Linked DNA regions of Mus musculus: region 2 is linked to region 1. The links are chromatin contacts, called in public Hi-C maps. All regions are on one chromosome and are shown on one strand. Each heading gives the region's core, a stretch centred on a gene start, on an enhancer-like site or on the middle of the called end of the contact. The rest is flanking DNA. Distances are from core to core; before and after follow the strand shown. Region 1 overlaps Slco3a1 (solute carrier organic anion transporter family, member 3a1). Region 2 has its middle 87 kb from the start of 4930533N22Rik.

Region 1 (6,933 bases), core at 1,489-3,988:
AAGCAAATCATCATTGAATAGCATCAGTCATGGTCAGGAAGGCAGATAAACACTCTGTCTACCAATAGGAACACTATTTCAGCTTCAGGGATGCCCTTTGAAGAGATTTCATGGATTTCTTGATGGGTACAATTATTCTGGACCCTATCAGAGATGGAAGTCATTCATCAGGATAACCAAAAATATATCATGTATGATTTTTTTGTTTGAAGTGACATTTGTATACTTCCAAGTTTCACAGCACCAACTTTTTTTTTCCTTCTCAGTGATCCCAGCCATCATTCCAACAAAGATCAGGGGCTACATCAGCATCACATTTATGCTTCACTGAGCCATCTCTTGGGTTACAGTTTGAAAGTCTGTGAGCCTCTGTCTCACCACATTTTATAGAACTACTGCCACAGGATTGAAATAAATGAGAGTCAGTTCTGTGGGGCTATCAGCTAGCACATACCATCACCTCCCTGTTGGCAGAAACGATGCCATCCCCATCCTTCTGCCGCTTTAGGAGTCTGACTAGATGGCTCTGGTCCAGGGCAGTGTCCTGGGCTTACATCCTCTAAGGAGTTTCCAGAGTGTTTTGCTGAGGTCAGCAAGGCCTCTCTGGTACAGCTTTCTGCTTCTCATACAGCATACCCAATAAGTAAATAAACCAGAAATAGTTGTGTATATTTAAAAGCGAGAAGGCCAACACCAAGCCAGCAAGAGCTTGGGTGTATCCACCATTCAGTAACACGTGATATCCAGCAGATGTCCAGATAGCTAAAAGTCTCACTTCCCCACCATTTAAATAGCAGTGCTCACCTCTTTTAAGGGCTTGAATGAGAAGGCACCCTATAATAAGGCTTCTCCCCAACTACCAACTCCATCAGCATTGTCGACTGTAGCTGAGGCATTGTGGTGAAGACCACAGAGAATGCAGTCTATGTCAAAGGGACAGTACAAAGCATGAATCACAAATTATACATTCTCAATGCCCCACGTTACAAGTAACAGTAATTAAAGAACATGCTTTATAAAGGTGAGCATCCCATACAAGTCCCTTCCCTATCCTGCTGCTCATGGACAGTCGGCGGGATGGAGAGAAGCACCTGCTGCCAGCCCTCTGCTTTTGACTCTAGCTGCATCCTATAGGCCTGGAATTGAGCAGACAGTAAACAAGAGCAGGTGTTTGTCCCCCTGCAGAACAAACTACCATGGGATACTTTAGTGTCCCTTTCTTTGTACATCCCTAGCACCCAGCCCAGGATCTCAGAAACGTTTTTGGTGAATTTTGATCCTGCAGGCCCTCAGGATCAATGCTCAAATGATATTTGTAAATCTACTCAGTATTTCCCCATCGTGTTCCTGGCATCATTATTGTCGGAAGGGACTGCATTAAAACATCAACCGGGAGATATATGGCCTCCATAAAGGTCCCTCTGGAGAGGGCTGATGCCAATTACCATAGGAAAGGCTTGAGGAATGTCTGTACCAAAAAAAGCCAGTTTAGCAGCAGTCAACCCAGTGTTCTCATCCCTTTTCGATCTTCCCCAGGACACTTACTAATAGCTCCTGCATATTGGGAACCATCCATCAGCCGCTTACTGATTGCTATTGGTCCACCATCATAAATCTTTATGCATCTTTTTTGTAATGAGTGAACATCTACCATGACTAGAATTTGATCTAGGCCTTCGCTTCTAGTTAGAATACATCAACCATTCTTGGCTACAAAACAAATTTTATTTAATTTGTCTCTCCCTTAACTTTGTTGTTAGCAGTTATACAATGTTTCATTTTTTTCCCACAGAGGAGGGTTCTTTTTTTTTTTTTAATCTCTTGAAACAATAATAGCTTTGTTGAGTTAAGTCCCATGCGCAGTTGTAAATGAGGGGATGGGAGCCCCTGGACAGTCCCTGGAGCCTCTCAAGCTTTTGTCATCCATTGTTTTCAGATAGTCAACATGGCGGTTGCCAGTGTATCTAGAGTGCCCCCCCCCAACATTTTCATTGTCAAGCAGCAACTCCAAGCCACTCTTCTGCCTTTCTGTGATGCCACAGCAGCCAACTTTGAGCTGTCTGCCTGTAACATAGAAGCTAGAGTGAGCCCAATACAACACTGGTTTAGGTATGGTTTGATTTGGGATTTTTGTCCGTACTACAAGGTACATGTGTTAAAATCTTAGTCTCCTGGCTAGAGGTATCAAGAGATGCTCTGTCAAGTAGGGCCTTATGGGAAGTCCTGATGTCACTAGGGATATACCCACCCCAGAAGGGATTATGGGTCTATACCCATTGTCCTCTCTCTGCTCCAGTTCAACATGTGAACCCTGAATTACAACATTTTCGCCCTATGATGTGCCACCATCTGTCACCTTCCTCTAAGAACAACCCTTTGAGATCTCATATTGACCTTGAAACTTCCAGAACTCTGAGATAAGTGAACTCCTCTGTGCACCAGAGTGGCTTTCATCAGATATTTTGTTTTAATGATGGAAAGTTCACTGCTTCATCCCTAAATGCCAAAGTTCTTATCAATATACAATTGAGGCCTCTCTTGAGCAAGGTTACCTGCCACTCTCTAAGGCTTCCACTGTGATAAAGCATCATTATGCTTCCTGTTCTTCTAGAATGTTCCAGAAATGGTACTGCCTGATAACATTATATTTTCTTCCCTTTCTGCCAGGGACACCTTGCTCTGATGTTCAAGTGGTTCATTTCCTCACTTATGTCTGGTGTCTGTCACTTGCCATGGTATCAGACAGGATTTCCTGTGCCACCGTGTAAATTAACTGCTCTCCTCCCAACCCTTCAGCAACAGTTAGTGGCTAACTTCTTCCCTGCTTTTTATTAACCCCTTGAATTTTAGCTGTGTGGGGTGTCAACTTGGTCATCTGTTTACTGTCTTTCTCCTTTTACCATGGGGATGTCAGCTGTGTAATACAGGAGACTGGCTTTGCTCTCAGCAGTGTGCTGAGCTCCTGCAGTGTTGCTAGATGGGCTGGCTGAGATCAGGGCCTGATTGCTGCTCAGAGGGTTGGTCATCACCTGTAGATGCTGATGCGACCAGGATCTGTTACAAGCAACATCTGGGAATGTCATGAAATGTCTCAGTTAGTGTAACCTAGAACAGCTTAGCCTTCCAGCGTTCCCCAAGTTCAAAGGGGAAGCCTGTCAGAACTGAGGTAAGGTTCAAGGACTCATCATGATTTGGGTATGGATTGTAACCTTGGGATGGAGTGGAGGGAGACAGTACAGAGACTGAAGGAAGAGGAGAAAGGCAGAAGACAAATCCCTGAATAAGTGGGCCAGGAATGCCAGTAACACCTCATTGCTCAAGATAGGTGTCCTTTATTAGCAAGTGTCATTTATGGCAGGTACGCTGTGTACCAAGGACCAGTGTTTGTTCTTACTGCCTCGCACACATGATTGCTGTGCCTTCCTTTTGGGTTCACACCTTTGAGATTGGAACAGTTCTACCTTAACTAGGTATCTTACCCAAAGATATCAGTTTGGGTACCAGAAAAGAACAGGGTTTGCACTTTTTGCCTATTGGTGTCCTTGCAATGAAGCATGCGCAGAGGAAGTGTAGATCTCTAAGATTATTTCCTGTCCCTGATGTTCTAGTCTGGGAATATTATCACTTTAAAACCAAAGGACTGTCTGTGTCATTCTGGCTGTGACTTGATATAAAACACTAACAAAATCTATACGTAGAGTAGGCATGAGCTCTGAACAGTGGTACCAGAATTGGTTACCCATGGAGAGCATGTTGATGCAGTGAAATGCCTTATCTAGCTAGTATTCTTTCTGTTCTTTGACTGCTTCTCTCAGGCTTAGGGGGTACTTGAAGGTTGCATTCCAGTCTCAGTATACTCACAGGGTGCTAGAGAGAGTGCTAACTTGTTACAGAGAAGTGGCCAAACAACTTTTCTGTAGTTTATGAGGAAGAAAGTATCACCTATCCAGTGTAAAAGTTCAAGTGCAGTTGCAGTTTATCCTTCAAAGCTGCTATAAACCTTCCACTGGAGACCCTAGCTCCCCTGATCCTCCAAGAAATAGTGACCTGGAAGACCTGGGAATGTGGCTTCATGAGAAAGAGGAATTTAAGCCTTAGCTTGACTGGAGGAAGAAAGGGAGGTTGTGGATAGGTGGATGAGACATTATATTGCAGACTTTGAAGCCAGATGATAGAGTAACCACTGCAATGGGGCAAGGCACGGCTGTTCTTAACATAGATGGGAATGAATTTTACACTTTGATTCCTTGAATGTATCCATGTTCTGAGCGGCTGGTGTTGGCATTCCCATTTCACACATAGTAATGTGCAAGCTCATAGATCCTGTAGATGGTACTGAGTCAAGTGGCAAAAACTCCTGTTGAAAAATGTGTTCCTTTTTCTCTCATAGTTCTACACTGAACATGGCCTTGTACTTTGGGCCAGTCACTGAGTTAACTGTTGTAGTGACCGGGCCTCAGACCTTGTGGCCTTTGAGGACAGAGACCCTGATGTGATGGGAAGCCAAATGCTGTGCTGTGTCTCTGTATTCTGATTTGATGATGGGATCATTTCATAGGGAACTGTTCATGACAGAGGCATGTCCAGCTAAGCCCTGTGCTGGGTTACACTCCTCTGCCTAGGATGGACATTATTAAGATTATTATAAATGATCCTTTTTTTTTCAATTATATAGAAAAAAGTCAGTCACAGTCAAAAAGTTTCACTTTGTTGAAACCCCGCTAGGAGGGAGACCTTTCCTAAAGTTATGCAGTCTGAAGGACATGTAGAGGGGCTTATGCAAGTAGCACTGTTGGGACAAAGCTTATGCCTGCATCATGCATCTGCCGCACATAACTCTGTAGCATTGGACAAGACACGGAGTCTCTCCAGATATTAATTTCTCAGTTACTCAAATGACAATGGGACAGTGTTCTCTTAAACAGGTTACAGGGAAGTTGCAGGGATTCAGGGAGGTATTGTATATACAAGGTTGAACATTCGTAGTACACATTTGGCAAAAACAGATGAATCCCCTGTATTAGTTATTCTTGCGCTGCTATGACCACCATACCTGACTGAAGAAACAACTTCAGAGAAGAGAGACTTATTCTGGCCCAGTGTTTCAGAGAGTTTCAGCCCATATCAGCCAGAAACCAGGGAACCACATCTCAGTACATGCAGGTGTGCAGAGACTCTTCAGAGCCTGGTAGACCAGGAGACTGAGAGATTAGTAGGAGCCAAGGGCCTGGTAGAACCGCATCTCCAAGTAGGCCCTGCCTCCTAAAGTTCCACAGTCTAGCAGAATAGCTCCACCAACTGGCCACCATGCACTCAAACTGGAGTTAGTGGGGATGTTTCAGATTCAAGCTACACTAATTCCCTTGCCTGCCCACTTCCCCTCTTCATCCTCTTGGTAACTAGTGCAGCACAACCTTGCTTCTAGGGAGCGAGTCTGAGAGGCCCCACTGTCGCTGTTTCAGCCTGAAACTTCTGCATAAGCTCATTTGTCTAAACCATGGCAGAGGAGAAATACATGAAAAAAAAAAAAAGTACATTTTTTTGTTCACCCTCCTCCAAGGAAAATGAGAAGCCAGGCCAGGCTATTCCCCTAGGTCTGCACAGTTCACTGAGCTGCTCGGGGCAACTGACCACCTGCTGCCTCTTTTTAATATCATAGGAGTCGAAGCCAAATACCTGGGCAGGGACTTGAAGCAAAGGTAGAATAAAGCAAGTGCTGGAAGGAAACCCAGCCCTCCGGGGAGGGCTGTGAGATCAAGAATGGTCTGCGATTAGGGTTTCTTTTCAAGCCTGTACTTTAAATTACAGTCATAATTTATTGCTATTATGAGCACTGAACTATGCTTGCCCTGGGCTCTGTAAACATGGGAAATCAGCCAGGCCTGGTAGCAGCAGTGTGCCAATAGCTAAGAAAGGGGCCTCGGGGCTCGAGAGCCATGAGAGAGTGCAGACCTACCCCCTGCCTTCTGCCACAGAAAACCTACCTTGTCCTCTCCAGTGTGTGCTCACTATGATACTTCCCCTCCAGAAACCACATTCATTCAAATTGCTGAGTTCCTCCTGTGCCAGGTTGTGTCGGGGAGGCAGAAAGGAAAATGGGAGCTTTCAGGACACTGTGCTACTTCATGAGGGAATAAGGCTGGGGGTTTTCAGACCCCAGGCATTCTGGGAATTCAGTTAATTGGTGAATGGAAGAATAAGAGAAAGATGGAGGACTGGAGGACCAGGCCCAGAACTAATGTAAAGAAAGCCAATCTGGCTATGAGGACTGACCCCTCCCTCACGGGGGGAGGGGTGGTGGTAAGTTCCAGTGTCCTGTTTGTAGTCTTCCCCGAGTCTGGTGCATTCTAATGTGGTTCCATTGTCTAAGCAGGTATGGCAGATGGAAGACTTGGGCAGTGGTAGTTATCTCTGTAGCAGAAGAGTGGAGTGGAGTGGGCATTGGGTGAGTTTCAACATCTCTGTGCTGGGGCCATAGTGTACTATTCTGAGGTATGTGGAACTGGCTGTCCAAGAAAAGAAATGTGGCATGAAGCTTGCTTTGGAAGATAAGGGAGCTGTTTGTCCTTTGGGTGTCTGTTACATTCCCCTTCTCAAATTCAAGGCTAGCAGAAGAAAGCGGAAGTGGCAACTTTGTGTCCAGGATATGGGAAAGGGGCCTTTGTACTAAATAGCCATGTATTTGAGTGCTGGGAAGAGAAATGCCAGTATGAGGTGTATGGATTGTCTCAGGGATACTTGAGAAGAGGGGGAAACAAATCCTCAGTGTATGACTTTCCTCTTGATGCAGGGACACCCCAAAGACAGATGGGAGAATGCACACAGACTTTCAATAATGAGCTATGTAGAGACAGGGAGGGCATCCAAGGGGGAAGCAAAAGACAGCACATGTAGAAAGCCAGATTGGAGATGCGGGGGGGGATTGAGATTGCA
Region 2 (6,933 bases), core at 2,608-5,107, 520 kb before region 1:
GTATCCATTAGAAGCTCAACACACAAGGAGCCTTCCCTGCCATGCCATGGATACAAGTCTTACGCATCATTTGGAGATTTCAAGGAATATTTGCCCAAGTTGTAAATGTTCTTTGAAAGGCACACATGTGCATGTAACTCAAGAGCAGAGTGTTTGACCATAAGGAGCACGTTGCTTACTTTAGGATGATTCCAGATATACTTATGTTATTTCTTTGAGAGAAAATTACCAGTAAGCAGCAAATCATAGAATGAATGTTTGACTTTCACAAAAAACAAAAAAAAAAAAAAAACCAAAAACAAACAAACAAAAAACAAAACAAAAAACAAAAACAAAACAAAACAAAACCCTCTAGAAGCCAGTAAAAGGCTTCATAGCTATTGCGAATGGATTTACAGAGAGCTGTGAGCCTGCAGATGTGGATGCTGGGAACTGAACTTGGGTCTTCTACAAGAGCAGCAAGTGCTCTTAACTGCTGTTCCATATTCCCAGCCCCCAGAGTCTTTCTTATACTGCAGCTTTATGAACATTTCAGAGAAATTCACCTGGGTTCCATTATTATCTCCCACATTCTTTTGTTTACTAATGATTTCTGCACACCTTACCTAACCTCTCAGATTAATTTCCCTAACTCATTTAAAGCATTCATTTTCACCTCTGTCAGTGAAAATCTTTTGATAGGAAGTTTTATAAAAAAAAAATCTGCCAGAAAATATTTTTATTTCACTTTAATTATGAGAAGATTTAACTGGATATAAAATTTCACTGTGAAGGTTTGAAATGATTATAGAAGATGATTTTTTTATCCTCCATATTGGTATATTTCATCGCTTTCTGGTCTATTGTCACTGATGGGAAATCTGCTGTTTTTCCACTTAACAATCTTTGGAGGAAGTATCTGTTCTCCTTAGTTAATTTTTTCTAACTTTTAAAAAATTTTTTATTTGACAATTCTATACAGGTATATAATGTACCTTGATAATACTCACCTCTATTCTCTCTTAGAAGTCCTCCCAAATACTGCCTCAACACATCTGCCCCTCTCTTGCCTTCATGTGCTTCCCCCTATTCCTTTCACTAATTCTCTGAGTAGAATTATTCTGGCTTGCTGGAACATCAACTTCTCTTATTGGCTTGGTTGTGTGCAAATAACTATAGTTCCTGGGAGCAGAGGACAATATTTTACAGTACTATCCTCCACCCTCTTGCCCTTACACTGTTCCTATCTTTTTCTTCTATGGTGGTCCAGGAGCCTTGGAGGGGGAGGTTAGTATAGATGCCCACTTAGGGATGAGCACTCAGTAAGCACTTATTCTCAGCGTACTCTGCGTTAGCTGCTGCCCATCATAAGGAAGAAGCTCTCCTGGCCAAGACTCTGTAGTCTATTATGCCTTTCTACTATTATAGATATAATTTTATTTTTGATTTTTAAATCAGTTCTGCTTGGGATTCAGTGTGCTGCTGTATCAAAAGAGTGAGTATTCGCTCTTTTTCAATCCTGTAGAATTTCAAAATATTTTCTTTCAAAGAACACATGCTACGTTTATCCCGTTTTACTCTAGTTTTCTGTTAGTCATTTTAGAGATAGGTTAAACTTTTTATTTAGTTTTCAATGTCTTTCTAAAATGGAGCACCATCTGTATCTTTAGCATCTTTTCTGTATAGCTTCCTTCCAGTTCAGAAATCCTCTTTTCAGTTGTGTCTAATATGCCATTCAATTTCTGTATTGAGCTTAATCCCAGCAACTATGTTTACATTTATTTTATCTTCCAACCTGTCTGATTATTTGCTTATGTCTCCTTTCACTGTGACATTTTCCACTTTTGTAAAAATCAAGTGGTCTTAAACGTACTTAGTTTATTACAATTAATAGCATAACACTTTCTTCTGGAAGTCTGAAGTGTTAGGAAACAAATTTTCTCATGTTATAGCTGTAAGCTTTCTGTTGGCTTGTTTCCTTTTATCGTTTGTAAAATGCCGTGGTGAGGCCACAGTCAGTGGGAGTATTAACTCTATGGGAATTGAAACTAATCTTGTTTGAGGAAATGTTGCCAAAATCTGCTTCCACATTTGTTTGTGCCAGGTCTGAGAGTTTTTCCATTACATGGCCAGTTTTTATGTTGAACTCTCAATATTGGTATTCCAACATCATAGAGATTTAAATCTTTGGAAATGCAAAAAAAAACCACACATCTAGGTCTTGTTCTATAAAAGGATTAGGACTGGAGAGGGAGGGTAGCTGGGCCTCTCGGAAAGGATGCATATCTCCACCATATGCTCCTTCTAGGGTTTTGCATGTAGAGCAGAGCCCATTAGTAGCTGGCATGTTGAATCCTGAAGAACCTGGAAGGAAGACAGTCTCACCCATGCCAAAATGAATCTTCATTCCAGCACAGACAACTAGCAGCTTGGATTCCAAAGGACACAAAGCTGGAAAAATCTATGTTCTCTGCTTAATACTCTCAGAAGCTCAAGCTGCTCATCCCATTATTTTAAGTGGAATCACCGGAGAGTGTTAAATATGTTAGTGTCTTAAAATTCAAAGCTATAACTTCCTGTTGCAACACATGTTGGGCTCCTGTGGGTACACATGGCTTCCTAGCCCTATTCTCTTCTGAGTGTTCTTTCAGTGTAGACATCTGTGGCTCTCAACAGGTAAGGGACTGATTTTAAAAGTTTTGCTAGCTAGGTGACCAACAATTATTGCCATTTATTAAGAACTCTATACATCAGACCTCACATAATTGATTTATATTAATCATTTCATTGCATCATTTAAAGCCTCATAGTATTCTGTTTTTAACATAGTATTCTGTTTTAAAGTGTGAGTTAGAGAATTTATTAATTTATATATGGCTATTGTCTTAGTTACATACACTGTGACCAAGGCAAATCTTATAAAGGACATTTAATTGGAGCTGGCTTACAGGTTCAGACGTTCAGCCCATTATCATCAGGGTGGGGTCATGGCAGCATCCAGGCAGAGATGGGGATAGAGGAGCTGAGAGTTCCACCTCTTATTCTGAAGGCGGCTGGGAGAAGACTGGCTTCCAGGGAGTCAGGGTGTGGATCTTAAAGCCCATTCTCACGATGACACACTTCCTCCAAGACTACACCTACCTCCAAGGAGGTCACACACCTCCTAATAGTGTCACTCTCTGGGCCCAGCATATTTAAACCATCACCATCAGTGACTTAAACATTTGAACTTGTCCTAGGGCAACCTGCACCACAGCTTTGTTATGCTTTGCTATCAGGCCTCACCATATTGCTCAGGGTGACCTTGAACTTCTGGCTTGGCCTCCCAAGTCCTGGGATTACAGGTATTTACACCACATCCCACTGCCACATCCCACTCTTAAGCTCCAAGCATCCTGTTGCTGTTGGCATTGAGATTGCTTATTCTGCCACATGATAGAGACGAAGAAATTATAAAGCAACGTAAAAACACTTTTGGTGATTTTTAGTATTTTTAAATATAATCATCAAAAATATTAGTGTGCTACAACAATTTTAATATCAACACTGTCTATTTTTCCACAAACCATGAAAATGTCTCTGAAATACCACTCATTTGGCACATTTATATTCTAACTTGGCTCAGACACATTGGTTGGTTATTAAATCCTGACTGTTACACTGGAAGTAGATGGTATCTATACTTGCTCTGAAGTATTAGAAATTTTATGATGATACTCACAGGAGATGGCACCGGGGCAGCAGTTTATGCTTCTGGAATTCCCGATGCATTTTGAGTGATTTGTCTTCCCACATATTGAAGCTCTAGATCACACTTTGTGTCTGCTCAGCCTTGTGTGTTGGCCTGAGTGAGGAGGAATTTCTGCCAGGAACAGTAACTAAGGAAACGCATGAGAGGAGAAGGCTGTGCTTTCCCAAGAAAGAGACCAGAGGAGTTCTTCCTGTACTGAGGCTGAGCTTAGGATCTAGTTCATACTCTAACCAAACTATAGTTCTTGCCCTTGTACCTTGTGTTTCGAGACATGCTCTTGCTAGCCAAGCTGGCCAGCCTTGAATTCAGTCTGTATAACAGTCAGGCTTGGAATTTATAATCCTCCTTCAACAGTTTCTGAGTAGCTAGCTAACATGCCTGGTTAGAAATTTCACATTTTTCCTCAATGATAAAAGCTATTTTATCATTCAAGAAAATATGGAAAAGATTTAAAAGGATAAAAGCTGTATTCATAATTCTATCAGCTAAGACACCCACTGTTACATAATTGAGTTATGTATGTATGCCTTCTATTTGTATATTTTTGTGATTTTGTTTTTGATAGTTACCATTGAACTATAGAACCAAATCTGTTCAGGTTAATCATAAAAGTTAATAATATTAATATTTCTTAATATGATATCAAGTGTTTTCACAAAAGTTCCATGCTTAGTATAGATATGCCTTTTACCTGAATATTTTACATATGCCAAATACTCAGGACTGAGTTGATTTCACAGTGGGCCTCCTTGAACTGTATTTCCTGGCAGCCGATGATGATAACCATCTGTCCTCTCTATTCACAGCACACCCTTAAGTCTGATGATGTCTCCTCCCTCGGCTTCTCCTGGATGTGATCCAGGTTTTAGTTGATCCTAAGCAGCAGTAGGATGTATCAAATTGTCCCTGTAATGGCAGAGGACTGCCACCAACTCTTAACTGCAGTCTAGTCTTTTGAAAAGTCATTCTTTGATGGTATACTGCAGCACGGCACAATGAACACTTTGAATCCTATGTAGCATGCTTCTTAGATTTGTCTTCTTTCAACTCACACCTTCCCAAGCTCAGCACTATCTAGCATGCTGTATTCGCTGTAGATTGGAGTTTCTAATTAGAATGCACCTAAATGTGAAAAAGAAGTTGCTACAGAATAAACACACCATGGTGACATTGAAGACAACAAAATGGTAGTGATTGGTTAAACTCTCATCTGCTTATATTAATTTAGCAGCAATTAAAACACAAGAGGAATAAATATAAAGTGCGCTCTCTCCCTCTCTCTCTCTCTGTCTCTCCCTCCCCCTCCCCCTGTGTGTGTGTGTGCACACACACACACACACACACACACACACACGCTCCCATGTGTGCACATGCTTGCTCAGCCAATGAGCTAGCTGCCTCAGTGATTCCAATTTCTGCTGAAGACCCCAGGGTTTGTGCTGAGAATCTAAGGTTTCCCTGAGAACCACTGGTCTTCAGTCCACATTTGCATGATGAATCTGTTCAGACAGCAGCAAAGACTGGTATTGTGACCAGCCACAGTGTAGATGCACACTTCATCAAATGTGAATGTGGGCAAACAGGAAACGCTATTTTCTCTTCAGACAGCTTTCTATCTGGGCCTCTACCCGAAGCTTTTGCCTACTTTAAGGGAAGGACCTAGTCCTTCAGTCAATTCTTTCTATGGTTTTAATTGACAAATATTGTGTATTTATGATATATAATATGGTGTTTTGAGAATTACCTTCATTTTGAAATGGCTGAATTGATCTTACTAAAATATGCATTCCTTCATATGTTTATCATTTGCACTGTGGTGGGAACAATATCCCTCTTCGAGTACACAGAGCATGGCTAACTAGTGCAACCAAGGTGTACAGTAGACTTTCTACCTTGTGTCTAACTGAAAATTTACATCTTTGATGGACAACTTTCTGGTCTCCCTCCTCGAGATGATTTCTGCTTTCAACTCTCTGGGTCTCTGTGTCTAAAACTGTTTTAGATTCTGCATGAGAGATCACCTTGCATTTGCCTCTGTGGCTTGGTCATTTCATGTCACACAATGGCCTCTAAGCATGAATCTCTAGAATCATCTGTATTTTCACAAATATTTAAGAAAAACATTTCAATTTTATTCATTCATTCATTCATTCATTCATTCATATGTGTGTGTGTGTGTGTGTGTGTGTGTGTATGTGTGTGTGTGTGTGTGTGTGCCCGCGTGCATGTGTATTTAGGCACCATAGAACAAGTATGGAGGTCAGAGAACAGCTTGCTAAATCAGCTCTGTTTTTTCACTAATGAAGGTTCTGGGACTGAATTCAAGCTTGAAAGAAACTCCCCCAAATTAGCCATCTCACTGGCCTGGTAAGATTGTGTTTTCCTCTTTGGCAACAACCATCCCGACAGTTGTGAGGTGATAACTTTGGACTTTGCACTTCAATAATTTTTAAGAAAGTAGATCTCATGTTAAATAAAAAAGGAAGGAAATATTTCAGAGTAAAACAACATTACCATAACATACCTTTTAACATCTCACTAAAATTCTTTATTTTGTACATACATACATATAAACATACATACATACCATACACACACATATACATACATATGTATTCCTAAATATAACCTATTGAGTCCATCTTTTATTTTTTGGGATTGCATTTACATCATTTACCTCTTTTCTTTTGTCCTTCTAAGCTCTTGCATCACCCCCTCTCTCTCTCTTTAAAATCCACAGGCAACTTTTTAAAGATTATTTGGTAGATAAGTCCACAGGGACTGGACTCCACACAACTCTGCATTTTAGTTGGTTGTAGGTTTCTGCAATTGTTCTAATTCCAGCAGATTAAAAGAGAAGCTTTTAAAATTAGGGACAAGAACTACATTCGTTTGTACAGCAAATATTTAGACTGTAGTTAGGGGTTATACTGGTTGAATAAGATAGTGGTTATATACCACATTTTACTACTCAGCTATTAAAAAGAATGAATTTATGAAATTCCTAGGCAAATGGATGGACCTGGAGGGCATCATCCTGAGTGAGGTAACCCAATCACAAAAGAACTCACATGATATGTACTCACTGATAAGTGGGTATTAGCCCAGAAACTTAGAATACCCAAGATACAAGATACAATCTGCAAAACACATAAAACTCAAGAAGAACAAAGACCAAAGTGTGGACACTTTGCCCCTTCTTA

The links. Hi-C and Micro-C count contacts between places; a contact is called where the count stands out from the background.
Region 2: a contact with region 1 is called in a Hi-C map of the N1E-115 cell line, with 2.9 times the contacts expected there. The contact joins two enhancer-like sites. A contact is called at or near these places in 1 of 484 Hi-C or Micro-C datasets (the N1E-115 cell line) and 1 of 115 datasets of contacts at active chromatin or transcription factors (kidney).

Annotation. Positions count from the first base shown.
Region 1 is chr7:74,423,051-74,429,983 of GRCm38.p6, reverse strand. All of the region lies in intron 2 of Slco3a1 (solute carrier organic anion transporter family, member 3a1), which reads left to right. Among named protein-coding and RNA genes, the nearest start is that of Slco3a1, 130 kb to the left of the region's middle. Within about 2 kb of position 2,738, at least 23 of the 459 cell types and tissues checked have an H3K27ac peak or open chromatin away from gene starts, as enhancers often do. A contact at or near this core is called in the N1E-115 cell line, where this site is marked.
Region 2 is chr7:74,940,000-74,946,932 of GRCm38.p6, reverse strand. No RefSeq gene overlaps it. Among named protein-coding and RNA genes, the nearest start is that of 4930533N22Rik, 87 kb to the left of the region's middle. Within about 2 kb of position 3,857, at least 9 of the 459 cell types and tissues checked have an H3K27ac peak or open chromatin away from gene starts, as enhancers often do. A contact at or near this core is called in the N1E-115 cell line, where this site is marked.